2 separate regions of the Mus musculus genome follow, and region 2 is linked to region 1. The links are chromatin contacts, called in public HiChIP or PLAC-seq maps. All regions are on one chromosome and are shown on one strand. The core of a region is the stretch at or near the end of the contact, and the rest is flanking DNA. Distances in the headings are between cores, read along the strand shown. Region 1 overlaps Tnfaip2 (tumor necrosis factor, alpha-induced protein 2). Region 2 overlaps Cdc42bpb (CDC42 binding protein kinase beta).

Evidence for each region. HiChIP or PLAC-seq counts read pairs in DNA pulled down with a chosen protein or histone mark.
Region 2: an HNF4G HiChIP or PLAC-seq map of pancreatic cancer cells shows a contact between it and region 1. The contact joins two enhancer-like sites. A contact is called at or near these places in 4 of 484 Hi-C or Micro-C datasets (granulosa cells, nephron progenitors and palatal mesenchyme), 1 of 115 datasets of contacts at active chromatin or transcription factors (pancreatic cancer cells) and 2 of 9 other capture datasets (adipose tissue and pancreatic islet).

The regions. Positions count from the first base shown.
Region 1 is chr12:111,448,439-111,452,704 of GRCm38.p6, reverse strand. Tnfaip2 (tumor necrosis factor, alpha-induced protein 2) reads right to left here. Exons shown (of 12, transcript NM_009396.2): 6 at 4,066-4,166; 7 at 3,376-3,474; 8 at 2,816-2,939; 9 at 1,900-2,022; 10 at 1,507-1,662; 11 at 1,233-1,354. Among named protein-coding and RNA genes, the nearest start is that of Tnfaip2, 7.9 kb to the right of the region's middle. Within about 2 kb of position 2,189, at least 57 of the 459 cell types and tissues checked have an H3K27ac peak or open chromatin away from gene starts, as enhancers often do. A contact at or near this core is called in adipose tissue and pancreatic cancer cells, where this site is marked.
Region 2 is chr12:111,351,413-111,355,678 of GRCm38.p6, reverse strand. The region is part of intron 1 of Cdc42bpb (CDC42 binding protein kinase beta); the gene reads left to right. Among named protein-coding and RNA genes, the nearest start is that of Cdc42bpb, 24 kb to the left of the region's middle. Within about 2 kb of position 2,073, at least 158 of the 459 cell types and tissues checked have an H3K27ac peak or open chromatin away from gene starts, as enhancers often do. A contact at or near this core is called in adipose tissue and pancreatic cancer cells, where this site is marked.

The DNA of each region.
Region 1 (4,266 bases), core at 940-3,439:
AACAGATGGATGGACAGATGGACAGATGGATGAATGAATGGGTAACTGCATGGAAGGATGGATGGACAGATGGATGGATGGATGGATGGATGGATGGATGGATGGATGAACAAATGTATGGGTAACTGCATGAAAGGATGGATGGATGGATGGATGATAGGGTGGATGGATGGATGGACAGATGGATGAACAAATGGATGAGTAACTGCATGAAAGGATGGATGATGGACAAATAGGTTGATGTGCAGATGGACAGATGGATGAGTAATTTCATGGAAGGGCAGATGGATGGATGATGGATGGATGGATGGACAGATGGATGGATGGATGGACAGATGAATGGATGGGTGGGTAGGTAGACAGATGAATGGATAGATGGATGTGCAGATGGACAAATGGATGGATGGATGGACAGATGGATGGATGAATAGGTTGGGAGTAAGTGAGCAGAAGATGGATAGGTAACTGGAAGGATGGACAGAACAACAGAAGAGCAGATAGATGGGTAAGCAGAGGACAGATAGACATCTATACAGGGAAGTGGGTAGACAGGTAGACAGATATGTGGATGATAGGAGAGTGGGTAAGCACATAGACTAGTGGATGGACCAGTAGATAGGTGGATGGGGGCTTGTTCATGTGTGTAGGTCAATATATGCAGACAGATGAGTGAACAGGTGGAGTGGGTCAGTCACAGGTGGGCTAGGCTAAGCTAGGTCAACCCGCGTCAAGGCTAATTCAAACTGTCATATCAGAGGACCTGGCCTAGGAAGGAATACCATCCATGGTTTGCCAGGTCCTCAGACAGGACCTTAACAGGAACATGAGGGTGTAAGACCCAGTCGCCTCCAGGCTGAGTGATAAATCCTGGACTCACTTTTCTCGTTGTACAGTGCTATCACACAAGGCTCAGCACGTGAGTGGGGGAACATGCTACCTGCCCTTGTCACGACAAGTTATACTAACTTGGTCACGTTCCCTCAGCTCCCTAAGCCTCAGCTGCAAACGATGAGCAGTGCCAGCCTTCATGGGCTCTGAGAGTGCTGAATGCTTGAGCTCCTAGCACAGTGTCTGGCATGAAGTCAGCACCTGGTGTAGGTCAGATATCATAACCCCACCTCAACTGCGGAGCCTTAACAGTTGAGGGGGTCATGAGGAGACTCTAGTCCCAGCATGCTCAGGGTCATGGTGGGGACCTGGCAAACCATTTCCTCGGAGCTTCTAGTGCTTACCTGAAGTCAGGGTACCAAGTGGCGTATGTGGCCACCTCGATCTTAATGGCACTGGAATCTTGCAGGCGAATGATCTCAGCAATCATAGGGAGGGCGCGGTGCAGCCAGGTTGCAGTGGAGCCCTGAAGGAAGAGGGCTGTTTGAAGGATGATGTCCCTTTTCCCAAGGGACACTAGGAGACACTTAGAGCAGTAGATACCCAGACTTGAAGAGTCCCTGTGGGGTTGTTCAGGGCTCTCGGGGCGGGGCGTGGGGGCGGGTGGGTGGTGCTCACATTCTCAGTGCAGAACCCCTGAATGGCATCCGCGTTGGCCAGGATGTGCCTTGCCAGCTGCTGCTGCTGCTCGGCCGTCTTGAGGACCAGGCGCCGTTTGCAGAGCCTGATGATGTATTCTTTCACTAGGTGCAGGTGCACAGTCTCCATGAGCTCCTGGGCAAGCAGATGACAGAGGGAGTGAGCCACCGGCTGACACTTACCCCTAGGAGATGGCCATCTCCTCCCCGGAACCGAAGCTTCCAAGGCAGAAACCCAGCCAGTCCATAGAGGCAAAAGTGTGAGCACGGGTGTCTGCATGTCTGCGCACATGTGTGAACACATGTGGGTGTGGGGTGTAAACACTGCTAATCAGCGTGGGTGTCCAGACTTCTCCAATCCCCCAGTCCTCACCTCCCGGAAACAGTCCTGCAGCTCTGAGAATTCAGGCAGGCTGCTGCTCACAGTAGTGATGATTTCCTCCAGGGTCTCAACTGGATTTGCCCAACGGGTCTGTGTGAACTTCTTAAACAGCGGCTGGGACAGGCGAGAGGCAGGATGTCTGGTCACACCCAGAAAGGAAGGGCGGCTAAGCGCAGACACCCTCACATAGACACTCATGACCAGCAGGGTCCCAAGGGCTTTCCAGGAGCTGGCTGGCTCTCAGGTCCCTGCTCTCAGATCGGAAGCAGAGGCAGTCTGAGTGTACCCTTCTTCCAAGGTCACCCAGCTGTGGCCCAGGAGAGCCAAAATGAGCCTGTCTGCAGCCCTGAGGGCTTTTCCACTGCCTCCTTCTTAAATAAATAAATTCCTGCATAAACAAGGCCTTGTGCTTGGCTGGGCTGCACCCTGTGCCAGGGCATCCAGGGTCACCCTATGTGTGAACTTTCCTTACCCACTGGCTGCCCTTTGCACCTCCACTCCTGAGGCTGAGCAGGGACGCTCTCCTGTGTTTTCTGAGTACCTCCCCAATCCCACCCTCAAGATGGAATCTGGCTATCAAAGGTCCTGAGCTCCAGGAACTAGGAGCCAGGAATGGGGTGGAAGGGGCTCGGTCTTCCCCAGATGCTCCCAGCCCTGGGACCCTCCCAGGCCAAGGCAAAGTGAGGATGTCAGGTGGGTCAGCCAGAGAGCACTTCAGGGGGGCATCACTTGTATATCCCCAGGAACAGCGCATCTCCCTAGCTGAGCCTCTCACAGGTCTGAGGCACAGTGGTGTGTGTGTGTGTGTGTGTGTGTGTGTGTGTAGCTTCTACCACACCCCCTTCCCTGCCTCCCCTCCTGTGCCAGACTTTAAGAGGAAGGCAGGGGAGAATGGGGCTCCTGATACCTTCAGGTCCAAAAATAGGCTCTGGAGCAGGGTGTCGAAGCCATGGGCCTTGAGGTCTTTCAAAGGCTCCAGCAGGCGGTTCAGAGAATCATGAGATATCTGCCATTTCTGCTCCACGGAAGTCCTGGAGAGTGAGAGGAGGAGGTCGTGACAGCCTGCTCAGCCTGCGGTGTCCTGCACCGGTCCTTGGACTAGGCATCCTACATTAGGTCTTTGCTCTCTGGAGGCTCAGCAAGTTTCCTGTTCCCTTCGGGATCCAGTCTGAGTCTTCCCCTGGATGCCCCAGGCACATCCCCTCCTGCCCTTGGCAAATCTCCAGCTGTCCACCCTCAGCTTGTGTTCTGCTTCACGGTTTTATCATAAGGCTAAACTAATAAATAAGTCAATTGCATCCTGGTGACTCCTTCAGCACCCCACCCCTTTGCTGTGGCTGCTCCAGGCCCAGTCATTTCCTCACAGCCTCGTGACCCTTAACTCCCCCCCCCCCCCCCCCGCCCCGAGTTGCTCCACTTCCCATCTGTCCTGTCTTTCCATCAGGCAAATCTGCCCAGCACTCTCACCAGAAGAACAGGCAGTTGTTGATGTTGGCCATGATGTTGACTCTGTAATTCCTCAGGAGTTTGCTCTTCTCTAGAAACTCATCAAAGGCGCGCTGGTAGCTGACAAAACCAGAAGGGGCACCTTCAGCTGCAGTCCAAGCACCGAGACCGAGACCGTGCAAGCCACTCCCTTGGTCTGCGGGTTGCTGGGAAGGGGCCATAAGCTCCCAATGATCATATTACAAGTTGCAAAACCTGAGGAGCCAGGGTCCCACTAGGGTGCGTGAGAAAGTACTGCCGGGGTCTGCATTCCTTTCCCAGGTCCCTCCTCTTCCCCAGTCCCTCTCTACAGCTGGGAGGCCAAAGGGTGTCCTTGTAGGCCAATGGCGCTCTCAGAAGTGGGGAGGAAACCAAGTGAGTTCTGAGGGTGTCATGGGAAGGGATGGCAGGAGCCTCCATTCCTCATGGTGGCATCTCTTCTTTGAAGCTACAAACTGCTCTGCCAGGGGGCTTTGCTGACGAAGGAGGTCAGGAGGTGCCAGCTCCCTGTGGAGTCCACCCTACTGGAAGCTGCAGTTCCCTGGATTCGGACAGGGGCAGAGGACGCTGCGCTGTACTTGACGAAGGAAGGGAAGGACGGACTTAGCTTGGATTCCCCACCCTAAGTGCAAGGAGGGCCAGGGGCTCCTCAGGTGCTGTAGACACACCCACCTCCTCAGTAGTGCAGCCAGCTCCACCAGCAGCAACTGCTTTATCTGCATCCCCACGTCCGAAGTGATGTTCTCAGCCTTAGTCTGGCCTTGTGAAATGATCTGCAGGGAGCAGTGGGTGAGCATAGCATAACACCCCGCTCTGGGCTGGGCCTGGGCCGAGCATGGGAGGATGCGGGATCACAGGACCGAAGCTCTGAGG
Region 2 (4,266 bases), core at 824-3,323, 97 kb after region 1:
GTTTGTTTACTTATTGTGTGTGTTTGGCTTGGCGTGGTTGTGTTGCAGATGCATAGAGTTCTGGAGGTCAGAGGACACTTGTGTGATTTCATTCTCTCCTTCCACCACGTGTGTTCCAAGGGTTAGACTTAGGTCATTAGTCAGCCTTGGCAGCAGGCACATTTACCCACCGAACCATCTTGCCAACACTGAGAAAGCCATCAGTTTGTGTTCAGGGGACCCATGTGCCTCTGGGCCCCTTTCAGCTTGTCTTTTGGTTGGCTGGCAGAGATGACTTCAGGTGTGGACCCCCTGAGAAGAGAGATCGTTCAGGGTAGAGCATCCTAACTTCTAAGCTCAGTTGCTCCCAGTAGACAGTCTCTGTTACTAAGTCTGCCTACCTTCTCCAGCAGATGCCGCAGGCGTGAGAGCTTTGTCAGCTTGACACAACTGAAGTCATCTAGGAAGAAGCAACCTCAGTTGAGAAAATGTCAGCATCAGCTTAGCCTGTAGGCGAGGCCGTGGGGTGCAATTTCTTTATTGTTTGTTTGTTTGAGACAGGATTTCTCTGTGTATCTCTGGCTGTCCTGGAACTCACTTTGTAGACCAGGCTGGCCTTGAATTTAGAAATCCACCTGCTTCTGCCTCCCAAGTGCTGGGATTAAAGGCATGTGCCACCACCACCCGGTGGGGTGCAACTTCTTGATTAGTGATTGATATGGGATGGTTCAGCCCACTCCGGATAGGGCCGACCCTGCTCGGGTGGTCTTGTGCTATACAGGAAAGCAGGCCGAGTGAGGCATGGAGCTAAGTCAGTAAGCAGCACCCTCCATGGCCTCTGCTTCAGTCCCTGCCTCCAGGTTCCTGCCTTGGGTTCCTGCTCTGACTTCCCCTGGTGATGGACTGTGACCTTCTCGGGTGGTTTTGGTCATGGTGTTTATCACAGCAATAGAAACCAGACTGGGGTTGCCGAGGAACCCACTTTGACAACCTCTGTCCGTACAGAGCAGATACTTCCAGAACATGCTAACCTCTCCGCATTCCAGTATTCTCCACCCTCTTCAGCCACTTGCTAACAGGCACTTATCTTTCCGGGGTGAGGTTTGGTTTGTTGCTTTTTTTTTTGCATTCATTCTGTGTGTGTCTGTCTGTGTGTGTCCCCATGTGTGCATGCATGCATGCATGTGTGTTTAAGAAGGGCACATGTGGAGGTCAGCGGACAACTTGTGGGAGTTGGTTTTTTTTTCCTTCCGTGTGTTTCAGGGATTGAACCTGAAGTCAGTCAGGTTTGGCAGCACTTTTAGCTACTTGTTTACCTACTTGTTTGCCTTTTGAGACAGTCCCTTGGCCGAGTTTAGGCTGGCCTGGAACTCACTGTGTGGCCCAGACTGGCTTTGAAGCCTCAGTCCTCTTGCGTCAGCTCCCAGGTTTTAAGCTTACAGGTGTGTACCTCCACGCCTGTCTCAGCCCTCACTCTTTAATTCTGATTTCCTGTCTCTTAAATCTAGGATGTACATAAATATGATACATCCAAGAGCTTGTGGAAGAGATGGCCTGGAAACTAGAGAGTGCAGTGGCCATAATTTCTCACTCCGTCACCTGCTGTACACTCACTTTTCACTTTAATGATTTGGGGAGAGAGGCACTACTGGGGACAGAACCCAGGGCTGCGTGCAGCTGGGCAAGGCTCTGGACTGTGCCAGCCCTGGAATTTTTAAAATGAATGTTTTTGTTCACAGCAGCAGGGGAGCTGGCTCTATTGCAGGGTTACTCGTGACAGCAGAGGATCTTCTCTTCACTGAAGGACTCCCACAGGACAGCGCTGCATGTGGCTGGGATCACAGCCCCATGGAGTATTCAAGTGCCGTGCACCATCCTCAGGCAGGAGGTCAGACACTGACGTGATGTGCAACAGTGAGGTGGTTGCGGGCTTGTTTCCATGGTAACAACAGCTTCCACCACATTGAAAAGAATGGAGAAAGGCACCTGACAAAGAGGGCGTGTCGGGAGTGAAGGGCAGCAGGGCAGCCCCAAGTGGGCCTGGAAAGTAGGTGTGACCGGCTTCATCCGGGCATAGGCGGCGTGACGGTACACTGCTGGAATGAAGGCTGGTGTTGACTCAGCACAGCCTTCCCACCCCAGTGGACTTTCACTGCCCAAGCTTGTAGCTGGCTTGGCTTCTGACTCACTGTTAAAAAGCTTCCTCCTCACTCTGCAGCTGCGCGCTGAGCATAATTCAAAGGCATCGTTTGCTGACCCGCCGGGAGTGCCTCGGGTCCACAGGTCCCCGTCAGTCTCACTTAGGGACACCACTGGGACTTGTTGGAAGAGTCGAGTCCGTTTTTCTCCAGGTCCTGGTTCATGACGGGGGTCTGCAACTGCCTGCCTGTGACGTAGACCGCTGTCACTTCACAAATACCTAGTTACCTGTACAAGTGAGTGTGGCTCTGTAATTTGAGCACATATTTCAGAACCCTTAGCGTGAGTGTTAACCTTTGTGCTCTCACTAGGAGCCACGGTGTGTCAGGCAGCCACGCGTTCTCCTGACGGGTGAGGAGAAGCACAGAGCCTTCCTTCAGGTGGAGTTGACTTGTGTCTTGTGTGTTCCATGTCCCAGCTACGTCAGTTGCCTTCAGGGTCCCTGTTTCTCTGTGATTACCCTCTATTTACACTAGATCCTGAAGACCACTTCATTTGCACACATGATGCTGCTGACATAGAGCTACAGAGACCGAAGAGTTGAGAGACTTGCAAAAAGACTTAGGCCTAAGCTGGGTGTGGTGACGCATGCCTTTAGTACCAGCACTCTAGAGGCAGAGGCAGTTGGATCTCTTAAGTTGGAGGCCAGCCTGGTCTACAGAGCAAGTTCCAAGACAGCCAGGGCTACACAGAGAAACCTCACCTCGGGGGGAAAAAGGAAGGCTTGAGTCCAGAGGCTGAGGCCGGGTTGATAGCTGATGGCCGGCATTGTGAGCTGCTGCGTGGGAAAGGGAAGCCTAAACGCCTGCCATCTGCCGGCAGCTGCCTTGGCCACGGCCCTCCTTCCTCAGACTCTTTCCCTGCTAGCCCCTCTGGTCAACGTTCTAGTCTTACTTCTCCTCTTGGGAAAGGAGCGGGGGGTATAAGGCATTAGTTTCTCATTTCATGATTCTCAGTCAGAGAGCTCTTTGCCACTAGTTCTTCCTGGCAGAGTTTTCCTTTAAAGGAACACAGGGCTTCAGTTTTTCTTACAATTTGGATCTCTCTCAATAGTTTCTCTCTGTGTTTGTGTGTGTGTGTGAGTGGTGGTGGCATGTTCTTGAGGGGGTGTGGATACCCGTGTGTGAACACTCGTAGGCTGGAGGAGGACACCAGGTGTCTTCATGCTCTTTGCCTCTGCCTTTCTGCCCTGAGACAGGGTCCCTCATTTAACTGGAAGCTTGCCGACTCTTCGGCTTGGTTGGCAGTCTGGTGGTTGAGCTCCTGGAATCCGCTTGTCTCTGTTGCCTCAGCTGGGGCCCAGCAAGCAGTCCTGTCTTACTGCTGAGCCATCTTCTTAGCCATAGTAGTTATCTTGATTGATGATCCATTGCCTTTGGGTGACAGGAGAAGGTGGAGCTCTTGCATGGAGCACTTGTGTGGAGCACTTGCATGGAGCACTTGAATGCGTCTGACCTCCAGCTGTGCAGAGCAAGAAGTACAGTGGGGGGGGGGGGGCTGGTGAGATGGCTCAGTGGGTAAGAGCACCCGACTACTCTTCCAAAGGTTCTAAGTTCAAATCCCAGCAACCACATGGTGGCTCACAACCACCCATAATGAGATCTGATGCCCTCTGGTGCGCCTGAAGATAGCTACAGTGTACTTACATATAATAAATAAATAAATAAATAAATAAATAAATAAATCTTTAAAAAAAAAAAAGAAGTACAGTGGGGTCTGGAGGAATGGGAATGGTGGTGTGAGCCTTCCTTATGGAGAAGGTAAATCTCTTTTTGATGGCTTGTCATGGTGACTGGAGAAGTTAAATCTCTTTGATGTCATGGTGACAGTCAGTCCTCACAGGTTTGTGGCTGTGCTGGGCAGAAAGTGGGTAACCCATAGGAGGTAGACTTAGGCTTCACGTCCTCTTTGTGAAGGGAGGACTTAGTGTTTGGTAGTGTTCCAGGACCCCCAGAGTTGAAGACTGAGAGTGCGGGAACTGGCAGAGCCGTCATTGGTGCTACTCCAGGTTAATGGTGTGAGTGCCCACCTGGTCCGTAGCACTTCCTGTGGGTGTTTGTTGACCCAGTAGCACGGAGTGTCTAGATA